Linked DNA regions of Bicyclus anynana: region 2 is linked to region 1. Evidence: chromatin contacts called from public Hi-C data. All regions are on one chromosome and are shown on one strand. The core of a region is the stretch at or near the end of the contact, and the rest is flanking DNA. Distances in the headings are between cores, read along the strand shown. Region 1 overlaps LOC112046466 (rab GTPase-binding effector protein 1). Region 2 overlaps LOC112046466 (rab GTPase-binding effector protein 1).

What was found. Hi-C and Micro-C count contacts between places; a contact is called where the count stands out from the background.
Region 2: a Hi-C map of whole body shows a contact between it and region 1, with 3 times the contacts expected there. The contact joins two enhancer-like sites. A contact is called at or near these places in 2 of 2 Hi-C or Micro-C datasets (whole body and whole larva).

Annotation. Positions count from the first base shown.
Region 1 is chr14:692,201-697,507 of ilBicAnyn1.1, reverse strand. The region is part of intron 1 of LOC112046466 (rab GTPase-binding effector protein 1); the gene reads left to right. The region is part of intron 1 of LOC112046480 (protein real-time); the gene reads right to left. Among protein-coding and RNA genes, the nearest start is that of LOC112046480, 7.9 kb to the right of the region's middle. Within about 2 kb of position 3,162, at least 6 of the 8 cell types and tissues checked have open chromatin away from gene starts, as enhancers often do.
Region 2 is chr14:744,854-750,093 of ilBicAnyn1.1, reverse strand. All of the region lies in intron 1 of LOC112046466 (rab GTPase-binding effector protein 1), which reads left to right. LOC112046480 (protein real-time) reads right to left here. Exons shown (of 15, transcript XM_024083108.2): 11 at 2,949-3,074; 12 at 2,238-2,370; 13 at 1,828-1,955; 14 at 1,018-1,139; 15 at 1-361. The coding sequence ends at 274. Among protein-coding and RNA genes, the nearest start is that of LOC112046468, 20 kb to the left of the region's middle. Within about 2 kb of position 2,288, at least 8 of the 8 cell types and tissues checked have open chromatin away from gene starts, as enhancers often do.

The DNA of each region.
Region 1 (5,307 bases), core at 1,913-4,412:
CAAACTCTACAGCTTTCCAATATTAATTAAAGCTAGCCACTCACGATCCAAAACTCATCGTGTGTTAGCTTGGCAAATTCATTCGTAACACTCCCGATGGTCCACGTGGGCCCTGAGGTAGGTAGCAATGCCCTGCACGTACGACTTCATACCCGTGCAGTCCTCCCATCTGCCCCGCGCGCACTACTTCACACCCACGCAGCCATTTCCCCCCGTCGCTCGCTTATCATAAGAGTGTCATCAACGAATTTACTAAGCTATAGTTGCGATGTGCATAACGGCTCAACATAAAGCAAAAATCGCGACCAACACACGGTCAGTTTTACCGCACATCATGCCGGCAGCGCTGCAGGCTTGTGGGTATATCGGACCGTGGGTGGCTTCGTTATTGGATGATGTTCAGGAACTAGGCGGCGCTGCGGTCGCGGTTGTTGTTCCAACAATCAAAATAGGTGACCTACTTTAGAGGTCCGAATTTGACCTAACCTTCTGCTTCTGACCGTCGACGTAAATGTTGTCATTACTGATTTTATATTACAGTATTTATAAAACAAAATATTCAACTGCCTCGGTGGTCCAGTGGTTAGCCTATGTGCCTTCGGATCACGCGGTCCCGGGTTCGAGTCAAGAATTGCTAAAAAAAAAATCAATGCCTCGGTTATCACATCAGCCGTCAGTGCCATTTATTATAGTAATGATTTTTAAAGAGCCAAATATTATGATTTCGCCAACCCGGACCCCTTGTATAAGGAAGTAGTCCGGACCTGATGAATCGAAAATACTACTAAGTACCTACCTGCGATAAACAAAAAAAGAACTAGTTACACAATAAACTTTATTTAACGATCGTAAATAACAAATCGTACAAAACTCTTCTAGTTAAAGTAAAGAAGTCCTATTCGGTTGAGTAACTTTTAGACCAAGATCCTCGAGGAAATTTTGAGTGCTACTGTTGTTTTTATCATTGTAATTTTTTTACAGATTATATCAGAACATATAATATAACCTTAAAAACATTATTGGTTCTACCATTATGGAATATGACACGAGAATTTACATTTTCCTTATTTACAATGTTGATGATGATTTTACGCAAAATGTGCGTAAAATCATCAATAATAAATACCATTGCAGAAAACCCGAATAACAACAAGTAATTGCTATATTACAGAACGTGACGATGCATATATTATATGTGCCTAACTGCCTAGTACATGTAAAACGTTCATTTCAACAGTTTTTAAAATTAGGTTACAACTAAGCAATTTAAAATTGGCATCATTTATTAAACGAGCTTACATATCGGTAACAACTCTACCCACTTTAATCAAATTTTGTTATTAGGTATGTGTCTGTCTATGCGTCGTTGATTTCCGACGATAATAAAACATTTTTTAAGTATGTATTTACAATTTAAAAATTCTGTGATAGTATCTCAAAATCAAAACTACGTAATAGCTTTGCAAGTACCTATCGTCGCAGACAAAACGTGATTTCACAAAAAACCGCCAATCAAAGTTGTCTGAACACCTACTATAAATAAATTACTAAGTGCAAGAAAGATTTTTTGTCCAGAGTTATTTACAATCTTACACCTGTAATTAATTTACTCCACGTAACAGTTTGGGTTACTTTAACCTCTCCGGTCACCTCGATGGTTCCGATCAAGCTGATACTCGTATATTATGGTTTGGATCGTAATATTTATGGTACAACCACAGAAAACACATGGTACAACCAACAACTAGTGAACGGGGACGTCCACGACTCTGCGTTAAATTCTGTTTCCTAGATCCTATTTATCTCATGTAAATCGGTTTAGCGATTTAGCCGTGGAAAGGTAACTAACAGACATACAGACAGGCTTACTTTCGCATTTATAATATTAGTATGGATAGTACGCATGAGCTCTATAGGTCTAAAGTTCAAGACAATATTCTGAGCTCAGACTTTCAGAATTTTGGGCTAGTCCGGCTTCAATAAAAAGCAAATCCTAGTTAAAGGTCAACTCAGGTCGACCCACTTAAGTATTTGAGTAATCAATATAATATCCAACAATCTACTTACCCTGAAGTGGGTGGGTAGACAGGGGGATAATGAGGGTTCATTAAATCAGTTATAAATAGCCAACGACATTGGGCTACACGTAACGAGGTACCATCATGGGAATTACTTACGGTACAATATGTTTAAATACTTGGAAAATATGGCCCAGACTTCTCCGCGTTGAAAAAAATGTTTTTTGGATATTTACTCGTCGGAGTCGGGAAATAGAAATATCCGTATCGGGGATCGTAATCTAATTTAGTCAGGGATGATTTCTGGTTCGAAATGGCTCCTATAATATCGCACTAGTGTTTGTCAGGACGAATTAGGATAAAAGCTTGTTTCTAAAAATTCAATCTTTTTATTATAAAAACAGTATCCATGCATGAAATAAATAACAAATCCCTAACCAAAGATTTCGTGACCAAGAAATTGGGATTGCAAAATCCCAATTTCCACCAAAGCACTTAAATGTCAAATCAGTGCAAGTGACCATCAAAGCACTTAAATGTCAAATCAGGTCGGTTGATTTCATATTCTGAAAACTGAAAGCGACCAAGTTTCACAATACAGAGGCATGAACCATCCGTTTATTTCTTAGTTAGGTATACTATGATGATCAAGCACACCAATTTCGCTAAATGTTACTTATGAGATTTTTCCCTAAATGGATATAATTATACATTGTAAGCGGATACAAGAAGCTAAGTACAGGTTACGACGGAAGGCCTAAAGGACTTTTAAAAGTCCCCCAATTAAAAGTAAAATCCAACCATTTACCAGTAACATTCCTCTCGTGTCGACAACTTGGATAACAAGTTTTTGAGCAAAAACGAGTAGGTACTTACGAGTAACTTGCCTAAGTATCTTGCGCAAAACATAACCGCTTAAGAATTACCTCTTCATATCAAAGCGTTCAATCTGAACTTGATAGTGTTATTTTTAACCGACTTCCAAAAAGGAGGAGGTTCTACGTTCGGCTGTATGTATGTTTTTTTATATTTTAATTTGATTGCAGACGATGAATTTAAATATTTTAGTTTTATATTGCCAAGAAATTTAAGGACAGTACATATCATAAAGCTTACTTCTCAGCCTTTGTGAGCCCTCGTAAGCAGGTCCTTGACTCTTCACATAATCGACTCAGCGTCACTCAGGCCATTTGTGAGGAAATTCTAATGCTAACTAATAAATTATAAATGCGAATTTATGTTTGTTCGTTACGTTCACACTTCAACCACAAAAGTGATTTTAATAATTGTTTCACCAATGGAAAGCTATTAATCAGCGAGTTACACATAGGCTGTCTTTTACTTCCGTATTTCCACGGGAACGGAACCTACGCGGGTAAAATCGAGGAGCACATCTAGCTTTGACATAAGTAGGTATATAGTGAATATGATTTACATACAAACAAAGGAAAAATATTCACGTGAGATGCAAAAGAGAATGAAAAAGTTATTACCTACTTGAATACAGTTATTACTGTTCCACAAAGATATTAATGTTATGTTAGATGTGTTACTAGCGCATGAAAAATGAGATGCTCAATAGAGGAAATTTATAGTCAACTCAATGTTAGTTGTGATCAACAACAAACGTTATTTAAACAAATAATATAGAAATATCATCTACAATGTCGAGTTGTGTGATCAGGAAGTGTAAAAACTATAAATACATAAATATATAATGGAATTAAAGACAAAGTTTTGCATGTGTGCGCTCAGTCTTTTAGTCTATTATTCCGATCACTTTTTGCAATGATTTTGTAGGGACATAACCGATCTATAGTATAACATTATCATTGCTGTTTCCGATTTAATATCTGCCTATATTAAAAATACTTGGAACTCAGAATTCCTTTCACCTAGACTTGGGAAACTCCGTCGCTATTCGTAAGCCAATATAACTTAAATCCGAAGCCGTCTTATCTGCTCGTACTTTCAGTTTTAATACTCTTTTTGGCTGTTTCTAGCGCTGAATCAGTACACAATGGGTTTCGCCAACGTCGAGTCCGTTTTAATCTTATTTGGCTTCAACTTTTTGAGCTGCAATGCGATCTCGCGACTTCCAATAATGCGCCAACTAAATTGCTGCTGCAAGTACGATACATCTAGCAAATACCTATTTTTTTTTTTTGCAAAACCGTCACCATGTCTGTCCATCTTAATAATTAAAGGCGTAAGTAATATTACTTTAGTAAGTGTTACAAATTGAATTATTTAGTGGTCGATAACATTCAAAATCGCTATACGAAACAATCTTGGTATAAGGTTAATAGCCTCAGAGTACGAAATATCAAAAATTATGGAAGCATTACAAATTTATTTTCTTTCATTTAGGTCAATGATCTATCCAATCAAATCCAATGGTAGAAACATAATACCTACCTACATTTGAAAAATACTAAGAAAGTTCATTAAAAAAATAAAACCTAATGTATGTAAATGTTGTATGGGTATACATACAATTTTGTATATTTCAAATAGGTTTAGTATGTGGTTTAGTTTACTAGCACATTTGAAATATGACTTCTTTTTTTTTTGACTATTAGTCAACTATACTACAGGTTCGAGAGGCAGGTTCAGCATGTACAATGTACATACCAATTCAAAATACATATTAGATGAAAGGCAAATAAAACCGAATTGCATATAGAACGGTGTCGATTAAGAAATTGAGGAAACGCGCCATCAAAGATAAACGTTCAACGGAAAACGAACGCCGAATACGATAGCCGAGCAATTTGTCTGTTCGAATTACTCTTGCGGGAGATTGTGGTTTGCAGAACCAAAGAGGGTATTATTTTTGTGCAGATTCTTTACTTCAATTCAATTCAATTCTTCTTAATGGCTTTCATTTGTGCCAACTGGGCACGGTTTATCTCGCCAGTGTCGAGTAGATGGAGAAGGCACGAAGGAGATTGTTCAGTGAGAGCTGACAAGTTCAATTTTGAGAATCTACTAGATAGTTACTATTACATAATATTTTTGTTAGTTCCTAACCTATAACAACACAAATAACATATATTAATATTAACAAAATATTTAAAATAATTTACATAGTATAAACATATATTACAATTTAATCTTATTACATTCTACATATTTACATAAAAATCTACAATATGGACTAAACACAAACATTAACAAACATTTAACACTTAAAGGACGAGGGACTTTTGGGGGAAGAATGTCATAGAGAGGATGAAGAAGTCTGGGACAGTTAAAAAGGAGATGAGTAACAGTGCCTTCATCCAAA
Region 2 (5,240 bases), core at 1,039-3,538, 53 kb before region 1:
GTAATCACACAGTATTACCAATTTTCATCAATATTACGGGTTAGCCCCGGTATTACCAAATGACCGAATGATGTCATATAACACTGGCGGCAAAGTGTGCCTATAGTTAAAAACCGAACCACTATTTTTAACACACAATATTACCAATATTACAGGTTAGCCCCAAGTATTACCAAATGGCCCCAAGTCTTAGAGCAGTGGCGGCGAGGGCGGCGGGGTGAGCTGCAGCGGGGAGAGGGGCGGCGGGGAGAGCGGCGGGGCGGAGGGCGCGCATCACCTCGAGGGACAGGAGCTGGTCACCGACTTGCCGCTGAGGCACGAGAACCCGCTGATTGCCGACTGAAGGCTTGACATTGAGCCCCTGCGAAATCGAATTCATTTTGTTTCAACTTACGAGAACTTTTAAAAACTAAAGTCAGTTAGCAGAGACTTTACTACCAGTTTGCAAATCAGACAGGGATAGAAGAGCCAGTGAGAAATTTAGGAATTGATCTTTCAAAAAATTTTACAATTAATACGAGTAATTTATAGTTTTACAGTTTATGTCAACTTCTATAATAACATTCTATTTATCATATTTTTAACCGACTTCAAAAAAGGAGGAGGCTTTTTTTAATGTTTGTTACTTCATAACTTTGTTATTTCTAAACCTTATTTCTTAATTAAAAAGGACATAACTGAAAAGTTGGATGACCGACTTCAAAAAAGTAGGAGGCTTTTTTAATGTTTGTTACTTCATAACTTCGTCATTTCTAAACCTTATTTCTTAATTAAAAAGGACATAACTGAAAAGTTGGATGACCGACTTCAAAAAAGGAGGAGGCTTTTTTAATATTTGCTACTTCATAACTTTGTCATTTCTAAACCTTATTTCTTAATTAAAAAGGACATAACTGAAAAGTTGGATGTGCATGCTTTGGACCGGATTCGTACCTATGCCCTCGGAATCGAAGGCAGAGGTTCTATCCACTGGGCTGCCGTGGCTCATGGATGATGATGATGATGAGCATCAGTTACCGGTAGTGGTGGCTGGCGAGCGTCTCGTGGAAGTACATGAGCTGCGCGGCGCGCGCGCTGTCGGCCGCCTCGCAGCGCCACTGCAGCACGTAACTGCCGCTCTCCGACATCACGTGCGAACCCTGACCAATATTCACATTATACAGGGTGTTCGGGAGTATTTCCCATAACTCTAGGGCTATGTTCTTTAAGGAAATTTATTAAAAATGTTCTAAAATTAATATATTCGGAATGAAAAAAATCGGTTGTCTGTAAAGTCGGTTTACTGCCGATGGTTGTACGTGACAACGTCATAAGAAAATACTGATGGAATGGTTGCATTTTTCAAAAGAAAATATTAGTTTTTCTAAAATACTGTTTTTTGATCTTCATAGACCAGAATATACTTTACTTCTTGTAAAAAAAATTCGCAACCCTAGAGCGAGGGAACGACGCATGATGTCATCTTTTTTCGAGTGTGCAGTCGGTTCCATCGAATTATAAGACGTTGTCACGTTAAAAATATTTCTTTTGTAAATAGATCTTAAATTGTGTCCCTTATATGCATCCTTATAACTATTACGTAGCCAAGTTTTACGTATTTTAAAATGCAAAGATAGATAAAGGCGTGTGTTACATGGATAGTCGGAATTATTTGAATTACTTTGTATGAAAACAAAAAGGTTTAATTTTTAGTAAAAAAAAAAATTGGCTATGTAGTTCGGCTCCTTTAATGGATACCCTTGAAGTTATGGGAAATACTCCCGAGCACCCTGTATACGTTTTAACAGAGACAGTATGCACTACTAAACAGGGACCAAAACAGCGCACCTGTATACTCTCCCCGTCGTGGCACACGAGCGCGGGCTCCACGCGGTGGTAGTGCTCGCCCTCCCGCCCGCCGCACCCCTCCAGCACGGAGCGGCTCTCCTCCGCGCCCGCACCACCGCCGCACGCCGCTACACACACACACACAGGTCACACAGGTAAGTAATCGGGTAAACGACAGGTCATGTTACTGCCGACTGAAAATGGGTCATAGGAAATAAGTTTGCAAATTTTCACAGAAGGCCTATGTCCAGCAATGGAGGTCCATAGATTGAGATGTTGATAATGACGTAAATGGCACGCTTTGTGGATCAAACGTCAGCACGACCCACAGAGCTTGTCAGCACGCTCTGCGGGTCGCGGTTGTGCACTATCACTGCGTGAGCTGCACACGCCACACAGAAAGCACTCACCAGCGGCGCGGTCGGGGTGGTCGAGCTCGCGGTCGCTGCGGTACACGGTGAAGGAGATGTCGTGGCGCAGCACGTCGAAGTCCCACGTCAGCACGCTCTGCGGGTCGCGGTTGTGCACTATCACTTCATGGAGCTGGAATGAACAAAAATGTTCCATAATCCAAATTGCTCGAAATTCGTGGTATTGTTAAGTTTTTTGAACTAGGAGTGGTTTGCCTATCCACAGCTACATTTTTTCTAACCAAACAGTATGCTTGTTTTTTCAGGGTACGCAAGTCTTCGCTAGTAACATTATTGTGAAGAATAGTGTCTTTGGTGACGACAAACTGCAGCCACGCTTATTTCCTTCCCAAAGAAGCATCGCTTTCTGACTGAAAGATTGATACTTGAGGCTCGTGTCTTGCGACTTAATCTCAGGTCAACAGACGCATTGCAACGTTTTAAATTATAGGCCGACAGTACGAAAGTTTGTTATAGGCATTCTCACACTTCAGATCACTCTCAATATGACGAAAACCTTTTTGTTCCATCTACTTATCAAAAAAGATATGCACTGTGACGATGGTAAATAATTAGTTAACTTGAAAAATCCAAGTTTTCTACATCTATCCCATTAACTGAGCTGGGTTATTTAAACCAACCTCTCAGACTAAAACCTGCCAAATCGATCAAAGTTTCTTCTTGGGCAGGACAAGTAGAGAAAATACTAACCTGTCCCTTCCCCAAGCTGACAGATCGGTAGATACTGTCCTCGCTTAGAGGGTCGCCGTCACGTTCCGTGAAAGCCCCGCTCACGTACAGACTCTTGGGCACTAGACCTCCTTCGTGAACGAAGCTCTGAAAGAATTCAACAACAGACGTTAATATCAAGAGTTTCTAAATATTTAAACTGCCGTGTGGTAAATAGCGTGCATTTTAGGCAGACTTGCACATATTTAATGATCTCTAGTAGAGGAAGATTTCCTTTGTATCTATGTTTTTTAATTTTTTTTTTAATCGGTTGTATAATGCTTGTCTGAAACTGCACGCCACTGTGTTCATGTAAATACTACAAACAGCTGGATTCGCGGGAATTTAAGTTATCATTAAGAATCACTTCCTGCTCCCGTGAGTTCAGTTGTTTATACATCGTCTAACATTACTTTTAGTGTTAGAAGAACTATAATAATGTGACTATAGTAGACAAAACAGTGTAGACAGAAACAAAACAATTTTGCGCCTGCTCAGGTTTCGCTATCCTAGCGCGAATATTAAAATGGACAAATAACATTGCTTCTACATCGAAGTGTAAATGTGGTTCTAGAAATACGTACTTCTAAAGTCCAACGAATGTGAATCGAACTCAAAAACTCTAGTAATTTAATTTAATCAAGTCTTAGTTCAAGCTCCTGAAATTTTGCAACAGTTTTATTTTGTTTATTGAGTTTGGAATTCCCTCTCACAAAAAATTATATTCTTTATATGGTATATGTTCTTCTGAATCTTTGTCTTAAAGAAAACTTTCAATTCGACATAGTCTTGAAACTACAAAAAATTACTTTTCAGTCTTAAAAATTATAGATACATAAAAAAAAATTCAAAATTCTGCAATTAAATTAGAATTTTCAAATGTCAATTATTTGCAAAAGTGCAAACTGCATATTGCCGGCTCTTTTCTGTGAAATTCCACCGACGGTATAATTTTTCTTTTTCTAAAAACATCTTTGGAATAAACGAATCTCTCCTATACTCCTAAACTATTCACGTTTGGAACTCTCACAGGTTTAACTTTAAGTAATCGAATTACTAGTTCTACTACTAAGTTTGTATGTAAATTTAAAAATAATTATATGACAACTACAATTAAGATAATTTGATCTTAGCTTCGTTTTTGAATTTAGATAGAAGTATATTTCTAGCACATACGTCACGAATCACGAGGTCTCTGCAGTATGTTAATGATGTGTGAACAAATTAGCGCTTACGCTCTACAAGTATTGCTGACATACTCGTGACAAAAGCTTGAAGTACATAGAAGAAGATAGTTATGTAGTACTTTGTGCTATATCGAACTGTTCAAAACTGCAAGACAGAAATGGTAACACTCCTTAGGGTCCTTTTAAGAAAATTAGTTATTTTTGAGTTAATTGATAAATGAAATTAAATATGTAATCCAAAAGACTGTAATATAATATAATAAGAATCTGCATTGAAATAAAAATATAACGATTTATTTTCTTCTAGGAATCGACAGAAAACCCATCAATTACAGAGATCCATAAACAAATCTAACGCAAAAAATACATTTGCATTTAAATAACTTCTAAACAGCAATCGTGTATTTTATTGATCACGATAACTTTTAACTTTAGATTTTTTTATAGGAATTAACAAATAACTTATATATTCTTATTCTTAGAAAAAGAATCTATAGTATAGATTTATATGATCAAATAATAAAAGTTTACTTTGAGTATACCTACCTACCTAAATCTTAATAAAGTACCTTAATAAACTAAATTTGAAACCTCATCGAGTTTGTTATGTTAAGAATACTAGAGACAAAACCGCACGTGCGAAGAGTAGTATGCCGCGCTCCCTTGCACTAACGGCAGTGTGACGGGACTTACTAGCTGTAACTCTTGCAGTGTTGAACCAAGTTCTAGATGATGAGACAATAGCACATAGCGCGTGTGTCGGCTGTGGAACAGAACGAGTATGATCGTGATCAGCTCACGTGGTCGTAATACCGCTGCGGCACGTTCATCGCCGCGTCTACTATGTCCGACTGTCGCGGACAAACAACACAGCGTTACTACCACTTCATCACCTTTGTTATCATCATCATCATCATAAAGTTCATCAGCACCATCATTAAGTAGTTTGTAATAATTGTAGATAAAATTAAATTGTATCTTTGATAATTTTACCAATGTGGTTAGCATTTCAACATTTTCTGATTCAACGTTTATTAATATTTAAGACATGATATGCCTTTATGCAACTTTAAAGAAAATGTGAAGA